Regions from separate parts of the Mus musculus genome. Here region 1 is linked to region 2. Evidence: chromatin contacts called from public HiChIP or PLAC-seq data. All regions are on one chromosome and are shown on one strand. Each heading gives the region's core, a stretch centred on a gene start, on an enhancer-like site or on the middle of the called end of the contact. The rest is flanking DNA. Distances are from core to core; before and after follow the strand shown. Region 1 holds the start of Pigw (phosphatidylinositol glycan anchor biosynthesis, class W). Region 2 overlaps Acaca (acetyl-Coenzyme A carboxylase alpha).

The links. HiChIP or PLAC-seq counts read pairs in DNA pulled down with a chosen protein or histone mark.
Region 1: a contact with region 2 is called in an H3K4me3 HiChIP or PLAC-seq map of bone marrow-derived macrophages, with 3 times the contacts expected there. The contact joins the promoter of Pigw here to the enhancer-like site in region 2. A contact is called at or near these places in 3 of 39 promoter capture datasets (the C10 cell line, hematopoietic stem and progenitor cells and liver), 1 of 115 datasets of contacts at active chromatin or transcription factors (bone marrow-derived macrophages) and 1 of 9 other capture datasets (liver).

The regions. Positions count from the first base shown.
Region 1 is chr11:84,877,140-84,881,672 of GRCm38.p6, reverse strand. It overlaps Pigw (phosphatidylinositol glycan anchor biosynthesis, class W), which reads left to right and starts at 1,388. Exons shown (of 2, transcript NM_001077636.1): 1 at 1,388-1,445; 2 at 3,161-4,533. The coding sequence starts at 3,172. Myo19 (myosin XIX) reads right to left here and starts at 1,503. Exons shown (of 25, transcript NM_025414.4): 1 at 1,162-1,503.
Region 2 is chr11:84,348,138-84,352,884 of GRCm38.p6, reverse strand. The region is part of intron 43 of Acaca (acetyl-Coenzyme A carboxylase alpha); the gene reads right to left. Among named protein-coding and RNA genes, the nearest start is that of Acaca, 160 kb to the right of the region's middle. Within about 2 kb of position 1,389, at least 44 of the 459 cell types and tissues checked have an H3K27ac peak or open chromatin away from gene starts, as enhancers often do. A contact at or near this core is called in bone marrow-derived macrophages, where this site is marked.

The DNA of each region.
Region 1 (4,533 bases), core at 139-2,638, 530 kb before region 2:
GAGGGACATCTATAACGGATTGATGAGTCAATCCCGATACAGACTTTTTGAAGCTTTGAACACACCTAGTCTCCAAAGAAGCAGGACCAGGGATGGCCATGAAACAGGGAGAGGTAAAATTCAAGAAGAAAAGGGAATCAGGGCTGGGCTAGGCAATATCACTGTGTACACTGTACCCCATCACCCAAGGGTCTCTGGAGACTCAACTGGAAGCTGATCTTGAGAGGGAGGCCAGTCAGGAGACCACAACAGCGCATTTAAGTTAGAATCCAAAGCTCACAACCTTCTTAGAATATATTACAGGAGCTAAGCCTCATTTTTATACAATTGCCAATGGTATAATACCATACCACAAAGCGCAAAATTATGGCTCGTACGGGCGAGACCTGCGAGAGAGCTTGGTAAATGCTGGTTATTACTTTGCAGCGTCAGCTCCTGGTTGAAGTCAAATCAGATCAAAGCAGTTTTCTCCAGTTCTCCTGCTCCCTCCTCTTCGTGGTTACCACCAAGAATTTCTGGAAAGGGTGTGACCACAGTAGGCAGAGGAGAGTAATGAGTATGTGAAGGACCAACCAAGTCAAGGCAAGTGGTAACCAGATTGCCACCCTCTCCGCCTCTGCTTCGGATTTCTTTTTGTAAGAAGTACAGAAGGAGGGCTATAAGGAAAAGAGCTGGGTCCTGGGGGGTGAGGATGGGGGCTCAGCCTGCTTTGCTCCAGATTCCTGGACGGATCCAGCACTTCCAGCACTGGCAGCGTGCCCAAGGTGCCCAGGGCCGGGATACCACTCCGGAAGCACCTGGTACTGAGAGAACGCGTCCTTTCTGGGAAGGTGGCTATGACCCTAGTCAAGGGCGCAGTTTCCTTAAGTCTCTCCCGCCGTCCCTGGGTAGAACAAGGAAAGAGACGTCCAGCCTCGGTCAGCCAGAAACACCCCCTTTCCGGCCCCCTGCTGGCAAGCTGAAAAGTGACCGTGAAGGTCCTTGCCCTGGGCAAAAGCCACGAGCTGTGTGTTACCTCCTCCTTGGTCATAAGAGGGTAAAAAGAGAAATGCTGAATTAGAAAGTGAGACGCCTCCTTCTGTTTTAGCTGAGCGACTCACCGACCTCCCTACCTCCTCAGGCGGTGTGGGATTTTGGATCTAGGTGGAGAGTGGCACTCACCGGTCCCACGGCCCGGGCGCCCAGCGTGGTAGTCCCAGCCCAGGCCGATTGGAAGGGCGGGTGGGCAGGGTGAGGCAGCGGGAAGAGCCCGTGGAGGAGAGAGAGCGCGGGAGCGGCCGGGAGAGAAAGCCGGGAGCTCCAGGCCGCCTGGCGGAGCACTGCAACCGCGGCTCGATGGCCCGGAGCCCGCCGGCTCCTCCCCAGGGGCGGGGCGTGCACACGCGGCGCGGGACGCACGTGGCCCGTCCCAGGCCGCCGGCTCCGGCTAGCGGGCTGTTCGCGAGGTGAGGTCTATTGAGTCCGGGGTGTGAGGTGTGGCGTTTCCGTGGCCTCCCGAGTTCTGGGTGGGAAAGTGCGGTTCCCGAGAGCCCTTGCGCTGCTCTGCTGCAGGTCGCGGTGCCCGAGGCTGACGCGGGCTCCGGGGACCCTCTACCTAACCCGCCTCGCCCTGGGGCGGAGGGGAGACGCCCCTCCCACGGACCCGCCGCGCGGCTAGGTCTGGAGAGCACCCGGCCCAACCCAGCTCAAGACCCTGAAGGGCGTGGGGAGTTCGGCGGGGTGCGGACTGTTGCCATCCCCGGCGGGGGCGCGCGGAATCTGCGGTCCCGGAAGAACAGGCTGAGCCGCGACGGCCGGAAGCGCGGCTCGCGAGGCGGAAGCGGAGGGTGCCCGCAGTTTGCGGTGGGAGCCTGTTCTGTCCACGCCGGAGACCCTCAGTCGTGGGCAGGGCGTGGTTGTGGCCAGGTCTGCCAGGAAAAAAACTTAAAAGGCCAAAAGAGCAGGGCCACTTACGGTGAGGTGCTGGTGTATTGTCAGGGACATCAATTCACATCTGACTGTCGGATGTGTTCTCTCAGGGTGCAACTTTTCAGACATTAAAATGTGACAGGTTTTAGGTTGCATTAAAAAGAAGCCACTGGCGCTGGTATGCACTGTGCATCCATTCTGTCCACCTGCTTCTTAATCTGAAAATATGGCTGTGTGTAAAATAGGAAAAGAGCAACCCGAGGCTCATGCATTCTTTATGTACCCAATGTTGAAACCAAGGGCCCTAACTCTAAAATACATTTACAACTTCTCTCTCTCCCTGAAGTCGTCCCCCCCCCCCCCCACACACATGGTTTGTTGGTGGTGGTGGTGGTTTTTAGACTTATTCATTATGTATACAGTGTTCTGCCTGCATGCCAGAAGAAGGCACCAGATCTCGTTATAGATGGTTGTGAGCTACCACATGGTTGCTGGGAACAGAACTCAGGACCTCTGGAAGGGCAGCCAGTGGTAGCACATGCCTTTAGGTATTGCAGGGGATCGGGGAGGTAGGTGGATCTCTGTGAGTTCAAGGCCAGACTGATCTACATATTAAGTTTCAGGATACATGGCCAGACACTGTCAAAACCCAACAAACAAAAAGAGCTGGGCAGTGATGATTTTAATCCCAGCACTCTCATGGCAGAGGCCTGAATTTGAGACCAGTCTGGTATGCAAAACAGTTCCAGGACAGCCAGGGCTACACAGAGAAACTGTCTCAAGGAAACAAACAAAAACAAGACACAGTTGTTTGGGAGCTAAGCAACTTTTGTTTTGAATTTGCCTTATATTGAAGATAAAACTGTGTACTAGAACTTTCATACTTTTCGTGTGTCACTGTTGACTTCTTCCTATAATCTTAGGTTCTAGGAGAGTCAGGACAGTTCTGTCCATGAATTGAAACCAGTAGGGCTTGAAGTTCTGTTCTGCCCACATGTGTGTCTGTATGAAGGTGTCTGATACCTTGAAACTATAGTTACAGACAGGTGTGAGCTTCCGTATGGGTGTTGGGAATTCATCCTGTGTCCCCCCGAAGGGCAGCCAGTGCTCTTAACCGCCGAGTCATCTCTCCAGCCCTTAAACTTTTGTTTAAACAAGAAATATGTAAATTCAAGTTAGGCACATAGGTTTTTACTGAATTCACAACAATGTTGTGTTCTTCAAATCCATTCTTTTGTTCTTGTTTCCACAGGAAGGAAGAAAATGTCTCAAAAGCAGCTGAAGGAAGCCTTTGTCAGGAACCTCAGTGGGACCAGTGTGCTGGAAGTGACCCAGGGCCTGTGCTTTCCTGCCTTCTGTATCCTGTGTAGAGGCCTTTGGATCATCTTCTCACAGCACGTATGCTCTTTCTCAAACACCTGGAGCACACGATTCCTCATGGACTTTGTTGTCTTGATAGTCCCCCTAGTGATCACTCTGACTGTATTGTCTTCCTTTATCCTCCTCGAGAATCTCACTGTGATTGTCTGGGGGGCATGGCTGTTGTATCAGATATACCACAGGAGGACTTGCTACGCCAAAGTGCCTGTCCAGAAAGTCTTTGCAAACTTCTTGAAAATCAGCCTAGAATCTGAGTACAATCCCGCAATCACCTGTTACCGGGTCATTAACAGCGTATTTACGGCTATTGCCATTTTGGCCGTGGATTTCCCACTTTTCCCTAGAAGATTTGCCAAAACTGAACTTTATGGGACAGGAGCAATGGATTTTGGAGTAGGTGGCTTTATTTTTGGGGCGGCAATGGTTTGTCCAGAGGTTAGAAGGAAATCTATAGAAGAGTCTAGATTTAATTATCTTAGAAAATCGCTGTATTCTGTCTGGCCATTGGTCTTCTTAGGAATGGGACGGTTGGTCATTATAAAGTCCATAGGCTACCAGGAACATTCTACCGAGTACGGCATTCACTGGAACTTTTTCTTTACCATCATAGTTGTGCGATTAGTAACGTCACTGCTTTTGATTATTTTTCCTTTAAATAAGTCGTGGATTGTGGCTGTCAGCATAACTGTGGTATACCAGCTAGCCCTGGATTATACTCCACTCAAGAGGATACTTTTGTATGGCACTGATGGCAGTGGCACAAGGGTTGGCTTCTTAAATGCTAACCGAGAGGGAATAATTTCCACTTTGGGGTATGTGACAATACACATGGCTGGTGTACAAACGGGATTGTATGTGCTTAAGGGAAGAGCACAAGTCAGAGACTGGATAAAAGCTACTTGTTGGGTTTTCTCAGTAGCTGTTGGCTTCTTCATTTCTCTTCATATAGTGCAAGTAAACATAGAAGCAGTATCTCGAAGAATGGCCAATTTAGCCTTTTGTCTGTGGGTAGTTGCTTCCAGTCTGATGCTTCTTAGTTGTCTGTTACTGAGTGGTATAATTTTGAGTTTTGCCCAATTTCTAATTAAAGGGTCTCTAGTTCCATGTTCTTGGAAACTTATACAGTCTCCTACTACACATAAAAACCATTCTGAATCTCTAATCTTAGAAGCTGAAAAAAACCAACCCAGTCTTTGTTTGATCACAGCTCTGAACAGAAACCAGCTGTTTTTTTTCTTACTGTCA
Region 2 (4,747 bases), core at 140-2,639:
ACAATATTCTCTGAGAATTCACTCATAGTGTCAATGCAAAACTCATTTAGACAAGATGTTAAAAAAATCTCTTTACAAAGGAGAGAGCTATGGGATATAGGAACTATCTATTGTAAAAATAGGGAGTAAAGGGCTTTTAACAATGCTAACTGATGGGCTGATGCTTAGAGTGACTAGGGTTATTGTATCAACAAGTCCCTGGAGACTCTTAGAGACAGATGACTGACATATATACTATCCTATCAAGGCTGAACATGGTGCCTCTTAAACTAATGGTGTTCCAAAGTGTGTTAATGGTCTTTACTTAACATCTATTGGGAACATCAATATGTGAATGTACTACTAAAGGGAGGAAAGCCATGTAACATTTTATTTTTTCCAAAGAACTTTTGCCTCCAGAGAGCCAGAAAGTATAAAGAATACTGTTTATATTCCTACTCCAGGCTCTGGATATTGAACTGTGATGAGTATAAACCTGGAATGTATCTTAGAAAGACCACATAGTACCAGGAGTTTCCGAAGTTAACGCATCTAGTCCCCACAAAAGCCTTGGTACATAAGTATTACCATAGCCTCCCATTGTACACTTAATAAACCTGAAACACAGGTGGGGGAATGGGGTGTTAAGGAATTGCTCAGGGTGATAATTTGTATGTGGTAGAGCCAGAAACTAACCCTCAGCAGCCTGGCTCTACAGTCTATGTTGTTAACTTCTTTCTGTCACAGTGACAATATTGCCCTCGCCCAGGGATAGCTAAGGACGGTTTCCCTCCTTGAATCTCTCTAACTCTCTCATATTGTGTATGGCAGCATCATGGATGGACATGGAACATGTACAGTGTAGGTCTCTGGTTCCACAAACAAATCTCCTTCATATGATCTCCAGGAAAATGTTAAAGAGTCAGATGTGAGTGACATCACACACTTCACATTGCATAGTTATATATAACTTTGGGCATGGTAATGAAGGTAAATCAGAGAGGGAATTTTTTTTTTGGACTAAGTCTCAAAAGCAAGATTAACACTAAAGAGATGACTTAGTGATACTGCTCTTCCAGAGGACATGAGCTCAATTCCCAGTCTCCACATCAGGCAGCTCATACCAGGCAATCACCTAAAGTAACTCCAGCTCTAGGGGCACCTGATGCCTCTGGCCTCCACAAGCACACGTACTTAATGTGCACATCCCCACCATACACACACAGTTAATTAAAAAATAAAAAAGAATCCTAAAGAAATAGCAAGATTAGCAGAATTAGGTCCTGGAGGACTTGAGAGCTCTCAGCCATATGCACTACATGAGTACTTTTTCTAGTAGATTCAGTGCATAGAGCGGCCTATTTACAAAAGGGGAAGAGTTTATGGGGTTTCTTTTTTTCCTAAAAGAGAAGTAGAAGCTCTAAAAAAAAATGTTTACCATGAGGAAGTCACATAGAACCTTCAGAGTAATCTACCCTCACATATCACAGCCATTTTGCAAAGAGAGGTCCTACCTACACAGGGAGCTGCTGTCCAGAGCACACCCACAAACCACAAATTCCCATCGCTGTCCAAAGCTCAGGTTTTCATCAAGTCTGGGGCTGAGAGATAGCAGGCTCTGACCTGCATCAGTGCTGCCTTATAGCAGAGGTCCCTCTAGCCTGGCTGCCACTGACACTATGCTAAACATGAGAACAGAAACTGAGAGGTACTGGGAAGGGGGAGGAATATCTGTGCTACTGCAAATGTCCAAAAGCCACCCTAACTTAGGAGTTTATAACTGCAAATCATCTCAGCTCACCAAGGGTCTGTCATACCAACAGTTCAAGTAGACAACTGTTACCTCTGCCACACCTGCATGAGTCCCTCCACCCCAGGAAGTCAGTCATACCCATCAGGCTAAGTATCATCTTGAGGACTTAGCAACGTGTAGCCTATAGTTCCTGAAGTCATGGCTGCTGTAGCCTTGAGAGACATGAAAAAGCAAATCCTCATGGACTTCTACTTATGCCCTCACTCCTAGCACTCTCTGTGGACAGTGGGCAGAGGCTTGAGCTCTTCTGTAATGAAACTCAAGTTCACATTTTAATTAATCCAGTCTGTTGATTGTTTCAGTCTTGTCCGAGCCCTGACACCACTCTAACCCCCAACAACAAAGAACTGGGAAGAAGCTCTTGACTCTGAGTTTCAGATGTCATTTGGGAAGTATCCAGTCACCAGTTCACTGGCTTAAAGTATCAAATCTGGATCACAAAGGTCAAATCAAGAAATCATCTTGCTCCTTAACTTGGTAATATTCTAAATACTTTACAAATCACTGCAGGGAACGAAACACGGCAGGTGTTGATGGAACATAAATACTCTGATCACAAGAGGAAAAGGATAAAAATACTAATGTGGAAAATATCTTCTTGTTTTGAAACAAACTATACAGTAGCAAGGAACAGCCCTGGAGAATAAGGCATACAGAAAGCTTGGCAGCAATGAAAGGAGGAGGAAACAGCAGCAATACTTGCATTTACTATTCAGGTCACTACAGAAGGAGGAGAGCGGGGGAGGAAATCTCTAAAGAAGACACTTTGGAAGTATAAGGTAGGAAGGTGCACACCAAAACCAAGTCACCAATACCATGTGTAAAGATTTGGAATGCAGCCATAAAAGCCCGATACACACATGCAATGTATAAATTGGAAACTGTGTACTAAAGCTTCTTATCTATTAAGGGAACGAACAGTTTACATGTTGCTGTGTTATGTGAGTAGAGTGTGTGGCATGTCAACCCTTCCTCTCCCAATATTCCATGTTAAGTTAAATCAGTGATGGGGCTCAAGGGGGTGGGAAGGGTCGGGGGAAAAATCCAAGAGAAAGAAAGTTTTAAAAAAATCTCCGCCTCAGCAAAAGTTTTCATTAAAATTTTAGACAAATGATCCCTGTGTCCTTCTCTCTTGCTGCCTGGGGCTCCATGCTATTTCTATGCAAATAACAACCTCGTGGTTTATATCTTATTATTTCCACCGGAGCTGCAACGACATGACCTGAGACGCGTAAGAGGTGGGATGGGGGGGGGGGGATGGAAAGGAGAGAGAGAAAGGCAGAAAGGGAGAGAGAGATGGAGTGGGTGTTCACTCAAGTGTGAAAAAATATTGTCAGGAGTGAGCGTCAAGAACAAAAAAAAATTGCAGGGATAACGTGTTTATTTCAGTCCCGCCACCCCTCCCCACCCCCACCCCTTGCAAACAGGCACCTTTTAAAATTCATTGGGCATCGGGCGATCACGCACAATCCATCTGCTCGCACTTTATCATTTGCATTTCATGCCTCCTGGCTTCTGATGTGCTGATACTTTGATGCAGTCAGGAGACTCGCATTATCATTATTTCAATTTCCAAAGAGGTCAACGGGATCAGCACTTGCACACACAAAATCTTTTCTCCCCTATAACCTCTGTGCACCCCTTTCTTATTCTTCACCCCAATGTTTAACATAACGGATAAAGACTCCAAAAGGTGAGCACTAGATGTTTACAGTCTAAAACTGTATATAAGCCTGCATATACTGCCTACATTTCCACTCTACACATAGGTACACAGATACAGTGACCACAATGGTCAGGGCTTAAAAAGCAAGCTGTACAGTGCTTCAAACACACAAAGACTTTCTCACACGTGGACACTCGGGGAGGAGTGCATTCAGAAAAAGAAAGGAATCTACAAGCAAGACCTAGAAACAAAGAGAGATCAGCTCATATAGAAAGATGTAGACGAAGAGTGCCTAGCACAGTCCAGGAGTGAGATGGAAAGAAACTCGCAGAGAGAACGGTAAGCAGAGGCTGGATAGATAGACAGAGTAAGCATGCATGTGAGATGCTAGCATTCAGGAGTGAGCCAGAGGCAGCAATCTGAGCTGGTGCTCTCTGATAGCTTCCCTTTTCATTCCTGATAAGCAATGGAGCTGAGAGGACATTCTTAATGAATTTGCATGAAATTGGGTGTCTTCCAGCAACAAGACTTTGTAGTTAAGAGGTGCAGACATGAAGATAGTATAGCAGGTGGAGCGGGATTAGGTAACCTCTACAAAGAACACTCCCTTCAACTAAAATGATGGCGTACTTCTGGGAAGGAGCATTGTTAAACTACAACAGAGCCTCTCCCGTCAGTAACCAGGCTTTTCTCTAACAAACAGCACTGTAGGCTATAGAAGAGAAGAATCCTGAATTTGATCAGAATAGATTTTTAAAAATAAACCATTACTGTTTTCTTCTTGGCACAAATGAAATTCAACTAATAAAAGATGCTAGCAAATTTCTCAAAACAGAAAACCTTTGCTGTTAAACAATCTCTGTGTGTAACATACTAGAGTGGGGGGGGCACTAATATAAACCATATATACTTCAGAAACATACTCTGTCTACATATGGCAACATCACAGAAATACAGGGGTATATATCATTCTAAAAATCTGTCCTCATAGAAAACGGTATCCAAAACTCTTCAGTGTTCAAACCTCATACTTAGATAATAACTAAAGGAGCAACTTAACAAAATTAATACTCTCAGCAGTTCCTCCCACTGCAGCAATCTTCAGGAGCAGCAGTTCTTCACTTTCATTTCCAGGCTGATACTACTCTGCCTTTCCTTAGAGAGAAAGCAAACCCTGTGATTTCTGACGTTCCCTCAAGCTAATTAGACAATGAAATTATCAACATTTTTTACATGGGAACAACAGGATTGACCAGCTAGTCTCTATTCTGTCATTTAAAAACCAAATC